2 separate regions of the Mus musculus genome follow, and region 1 is linked to region 2. The links are chromatin contacts, called in public Hi-C maps. All regions are on one chromosome and are shown on one strand. The core of a region is the stretch at or near the end of the contact, and the rest is flanking DNA. Distances in the headings are between cores, read along the strand shown.

Region 1 (2,976 bases), core at 52-2,551, 96 kb after region 2:
CCAGTGAGAACTTCCTGGAGATTTTTAAGGTGGGTGTTGTCTTGGGTTAATGTGATCCACAGGAGTGATCCCAGAACTCTGAAGCCACAAGCGGGATTATAAGTTCAAAGATGGAGAGCTACACGTCAGTCTTCAGGATTTCCTTACAAACAAACCCGTGGCACCAGTTCTTGGAGCTTTACCGTTCCCAGAGGACCAACAGCATCTACAGCTATGCAACATAGAATCCCAGGCCGGCAGCAGTGTGGAGTCCTCAAGCTGTGAAGGAATTCCTCCTGCCATCAATAAACTGATGCATCAATGAAACATTCAACAGTTGCTTCTCTCTTGCCTGCTTTGTTACAGCCGAGTACACTGACAGTTACCCAAAGACAAACTCTAGGAAGCAAACAAAACCTGTCTCCCGTAACAAAAAAAGGTGGGGAAACCCAGGGACAAACCCATGATTTGAGATTACCATGCCCAGGACTCTCCAGGATAGCTCTTGCTCACCGGCAGCTGTGTAGGAAGCTAACGAAACAGCCAGGGTTCAGAAGCCCAGCGAGGCTTCTCTCCACAGAGGTGGAAACCGCACAGGCTAGGGTGGGGCTGTCTAGAGACACTCAGCTTACCTTACCTTGCTAAACTCCTCTCATGGCTCATCTGTAAAGGATGGGTGGGTGTAAAGCGTGCCTCTCAGGACTGTCAGAAGGGGTAAGCGAAGCACGTAAATGCCACTGATACATGCCAAGGGCATTGTGGTCCAGCCATCTTCCCCACACTCAAAGTGCAGTGCCAAGCATCGGCCTGGAGGCCGAAAGTAAAATAGAACCTTGCTGAGAGGCAGAAGCCTGTAGCTGAGCTCGCCTTTGTCAGGTGCCCAGAACTTCACAGGTGGGCACTAATTGTCTTGAGAGTTCTTCTTTCTCCCCCCCCCCCCCAGTATGCAGAGAAAACCGCAGCTTAACATTGGGGGCAGGTTGAGCATTGTTCTCCTCACTATCTTTTGCATTTGACCAAGAACAGTGGTGTTTTGAAGAACAATATTTGGACAAGACTCAGCCCTGTCCTATGCTGTCACTGCAGGAGATGCAGGCTCTTCGTGGGCAGAGACAAGTCCAGTCATGGGAAGACAGAAGGCAGGGGCACAAGCCACCCCACCCCAGTGCAGCTTGCCCTCAGATTTCCTCTCCCCTCCCTTTCTTAGACACACCAGCTGCAGCTTTCTCCTCCTGTCTTGTGAAATGTCCCAGTCCACTACAAGGCTCGTGCAAATGCAAACCTCGGCCTTCCAGGAACCTAGCAAACTGTCTGCCCTGGAGTCACATCCAGTAAAAAGGCGGGGCCAGGCCAAAGCCACAGCCACAGAGAGTGGGAAGCCCAAAGCGTAACCCCAAACTCAGCAAGACTTTCTCTTATGGCTTTGGCAGATCAACCAGTCATTTTGCCTTGGTTTCCCATCCCAGCAATGAGAGCTACAGGCTCGCTCGCTTCCTTTACAAGTGTGTTGTAGAAGAATGTGGGAGAAAGGCCGTTTTGCATGTACTGACGGATGGAATGTAGAGGGAGTGCAAAATACCATTAGGGCATAATTGTGGGCAAACTCCCAGCCCCACCCTTTAGCAAACCATATTCCTCAGAGACTGGTGTTTTGCCACTTCTCTGCACTGTTAAAACAGTTTAAAAATATAGTGGGCCATTCTCTCCTCCTCCCCCCACCCCCAACCCGGTGCTATTTTTAGTCCACGTTGGTTTATTTCTCCACTGTGGCAGCAGCATCCTTTCCCTTTGGGCATCTGTATCTTTTTTTGGTGCCCCCCACAATATCCCATTACATCTTTCTACTATTTAGAGAGCCCAAAGATTCAGGACTCAGGCCTGCCTGGTCTGCCTGAGCTAGAATTTACCCCAAAGCAGACAGAGACTCAACTCAGGAAGGGGGTACAGGGAGCAGGAGTGACAGAAGCGGAGGCATGAATGTCTTGTCACATAGCCACTGAGGAAAGTCTGGAGACATCTGGGAATTTATAGCAACCACTCGCTATGTACCAGTAGCATCACCAGCCTGCGGGGTGAGGAAAGGGGCTTTCATCCCTTGGCTGCTGTCCCCAGACCCTTTTGGTTCCTTGTTCCAGCATGAACACATGGGGCCTCTCAGGCTTTTCTCCTGGGGTAACAAAGGCTGCAGGACTCCGGTGGTAAAGACAGCTCAGTCGACTGCACGCCCAACCTGTGACTGAGATAAGACTCAAATCTTAGACAATAAGAGATAGACACTAGAGTTTGGATCTTAAAAGTCTCCCCGGAGTCTGGTGTGTTAAGGGTTTTTGTTTGTAACTTGAGTCCTTTTTGCAAGGTTGTAAAGATTTTAAAGCTTTTGAAAGGTAGGTAGAGTAAAAGTTAGGTTTAGAGAATGTGCTCTCGATAGGTGGGGTACTGGGACCACTAGCTGAGTCCTCTCTGCCGCTGGTCATACCCTCCTCCTCCTCTCCCTCCTCCTCCTCCTCCTCCTCCTCTCCCTCCTCCTCCTCCTTCTCTCCTTCCTCTCCCTCCTCCTCCCCTTCCCCCTCCTTCTCTACCTCTTCCCCTTCCCCCTCCTTCTCTACCTCCTCCTCAGCTCCCATCTTCTCTCCTCCTCCCCTCCCTCTCCCTTCCTCTTCCCCTTCTTGGCTGTCAGGAGTCCAGTGGCCTCCTTATCACGGCCTCCCACGGCCTTAAAAACAATGAAGCCCAATGACCACAGATTGCGACCTCTGAGCCAGAACAAACCTTCCTCCTTGGAGGATGCTTATCTCAGGGAAGGCAGACTCTCCAGCATAAGCAACCACAGCTGCTTATGAAGTAAGCCAGAAAGAGCCAAACATCAAGCAAGGCCAGCTCCTCGACAAAGTGAGTTCAAGGCCAGCTTGGACAATTAATGAGACTTTGTCAAAAAAAAAAAAATTAAAAGAAAGACATAAATCCGTAGAAAAGCTGTATTTTCTGTCAGGTATTTTG
Region 2 (2,879 bases), core at 64-2,563:
TCAATGGTGCCCCAGGCAGGTGACCAAACTTAGCAGCACATGGAACTCTGGGTGACAGTTAATATCCAAACCATAACAGAACTCAAGATGACACCATTATGGATTGATTTCTGAAACAGGTGAGCCAAAAACCACTCGTCAGACCCAAGTCCTGGCTCTTGGTTGACAAAATGAGTTCCCATAACTCCTTGAGGGAGTGGCTTGCTCGTTTTTTCCTACGAGGCTGCATTACATGTTATAGAAAAAAATGCCATCTGTCATGCAAGGAGAGAATATTTTTATTGAGAAGTCTTCTAAAAATACATTGTACATTCTCAATGGGATATAATTCATCTCTTCCTGCCATGGGAAAGAGTGTTGCCTGTTGCTCTGCAGCATCACTGGCCTTGGCCGTGAGTTTGATGAACTGCATAGAGTGGGGTTAGGATTAAGAAAGCTGAGGCAGAGCGGCAAGAGTCCATGGAGGGCAGCATCTTTGTGTGAGAAGCGGTGTCAGTCACCTCTCCTAGTTGAACTAGCCTTTCAGGGAGGCCATGGGCCCATGAACTGTCTCCATGGGTAAAAGCACTTACCTCACAAACCTGGTGACTTGAGTGCCACTCGCAGAACCCACAGAGAAAGGAGAGAATTGACTCCCAAAAGTTACCTTCTGACTTCCACATGATCATACACACGCAAACACACAGAAAGACAACACAGATATACACTAAAAAAATAAATAAAATAAAAATGTTAAAAGGGTAATCCTTCCTCCTGGTGCTGTTGGCCCAGAAATGGAAGATGGCTTACTTCTCAGAGGGAATGCACCACCCAGCTCTGTGTGGGCTCCTAGGACAAGCTCCTGTTCCGCTGGCCCAACCCCAGGGCCAAAGCCAGACAAGAACAAATCCAAAAACCCGGTTCCAGATCCTAAGTTCTAGTATACCACCCTCAAAATGTCACATGTGCCTGCTGGCGTTAGCCAGCTCTGAGACTCACATCAGTGGGGTGTACGCTGATAGAAAACACATGGTGGCCTGAAGCTCATTTTTCCTGAGTTTACAGCTCCAGTGGGGGACAAAGATTCTAAAAGGGGCTGTTCTGAAGAGTCCTGCAGGACCTCTTCCTGTGAAAGCGAGAAGTCACCTTTCAACCTAGCCCATACCTGCCCATATGCGCATGCGCATGTTCAGAGATATGCGCGCGCGCGCGCACACACACACTTGCTATTTCAAGTATGTGAAAGCCCCCTGGAACAGTATTCAAATGCCCCTCCCCGCTGTCTGTCTTTGTCTTCTCACAGTATATTTCCCAGAGACTAGTATTCGAGAAGTGAAACTGAACATACTACTCCTTCAGGGGGAGGACGAGCTTCGGAGGTCTTTTTATTGGGCTGGCTTACCATTGGGCACACACAACCCCCTCGCCATGAATGGTGTCGCAGCTGCCCTCCTTGTGTGGATTCTGACTTCTCCGAGCAGCAGTGACCATGGCAGCGAAAATGGTTGGCCCAAGCACACGGCCTGCAACAGTGGGGGCTTGGAAGTAGTCTACCAGAGCTGTGGTAAGGTCTTATGAAATGGCTGCTTGTGCTTATGGGGAAATTAAAGCTACACGTGGGCAATACGAACACTGGGTGAGTATGGGCGAGGGATGAGGTTATCAGCCTCTCCGTGCTTTTTGCTGCTACGGTGAGCTTTTGTCTTGGCAGCCGTGAGGAGGGAAAGGCCAGGGACAGTGGAAGAGCCTTCTGAAAATAACGAAGACCACAGAAAGAGAGAAATGAACAGTCTAGATATGGAACGAAGTCTAAGAGCTCAGCCCTGCCCTCTCCCCCAAGAACAAGTGATCAGTAAGCTTTTCTTCCCAAATCCTGCGCCTACGCTGGCTTTTCACCTCAGCCATTTTGCAAACTGGGTGAGCATCAAGTCACTTTTGTCAGAGACTCTGTCCTTCAGCCGCTCCCTCTAGAGTTCTTGTCATGCCGCACTGTGCCACCCATTAAAGCAGCAAGCACGTCAGAAGTAGCATCCAATGCCAGGGTTTCCCCAGGGGCAAGGACAGCGAAGGGGAGTGCTGTGGTTGGCCTGTGTCCTGGAGCATGTATTAGAAACTTAACCTCAGTGCAACTGTTTGAGAGGTGGCATATACTGAGACGCGTTGGGCTGGGAGAGCCCCGCTGTTGGCACCACGAACCAGAACTTAGGAGTGGGTTAGTTCTAAAGTCTGAATGTGGTACCTCACCTCACTTTTTCCTTCTGTGACGCTATGACACAGCGAGGAAAAATGAGCCTTGGGATCGATTTCCAATGGGCAGTAGAACAAATGGCTTGTGGAAAGGCAGACATTTATGAAACCTGGAAATCTGTAGGGAAACGGGACAGATGAGCTGAAGAGTATGCAAAGGAGACTCTGAGCCTCTGTGTTGGTCCCACCGCTCGCTGAGAATAAATGAAAGCAAACTAGCTGAGCCCGGATTCTGCCACCCAACTTTGGTTTCTGGGGTAATTCAATGGATTCTTTTAAATTTCCTTTTAAAAGGAACCTTGAAGTGCATTTTAAAAATTAAAAATAAGAAAAAGAAAAGGACGCGCTGGGTGGAGAAAGTGCTGACCTCATGATGCTTGCTGTTCTTGGGACAAATGGGAGCCTAGACGTCTGGGGACTTGCTCACTTCAGGAGTAGGATGACAGCCGGATTGGGTCACGTGGACTACTTGGGATTTGATTTTCCGAGACATTAAGCCTCATGTGACTGGCTATTCCATGTCTAAGATTCTCCCTCAGATTGTAACTGAGTCTCATGTGTCCTTTCACTCACCTGGGTCTGTCAGGGAAAGAACGGGGACATAATGTGCTGCCACACTGTCTGCAGTGCTGCATCTATTTGTAGATGGTACT

Evidence for each region. Hi-C and Micro-C count contacts between places; a contact is called where the count stands out from the background.
Region 1: a contact with region 2 is called in a Hi-C map of bone marrow-derived macrophages, with 2.3 times the contacts expected there. The contact joins the enhancer-like site here to the promoter of Ly86 in region 2. A contact is called at or near these places in 3 of 39 promoter capture datasets (the 3T3-L1 cell line, the C10 cell line and pre-B cells), 10 of 484 Hi-C or Micro-C datasets (the HPC-5 cell line, the HPC-7 cell line, LSK cells and 6 more), 1 of 115 datasets of contacts at active chromatin or transcription factors (bone marrow-derived macrophages) and 1 of 9 other capture datasets (macrophages).

Annotation. Positions count from the first base shown.
Region 1 is chr13:37,439,565-37,442,540 of GRCm38.p6, forward strand. No RefSeq gene overlaps it. Among named protein-coding and RNA genes, the nearest start is that of Gm4035, 5.9 kb to the left of the region's middle. Within about 2 kb of position 1,302, at least 104 of the 459 cell types and tissues checked have an H3K27ac peak or open chromatin away from gene starts, as enhancers often do. A contact at or near this core is called in the HPC-7 cell line, LSK cells, bone marrow-derived macrophages and 2 more, where this site is marked.
Region 2 is chr13:37,344,032-37,346,910 of GRCm38.p6, forward strand. Ly86 (lymphocyte antigen 86) reads left to right here and starts at 1,314. Exons shown (of 5, transcript NM_010745.2): 1 at 1,314-1,543. The coding sequence starts at 1,408.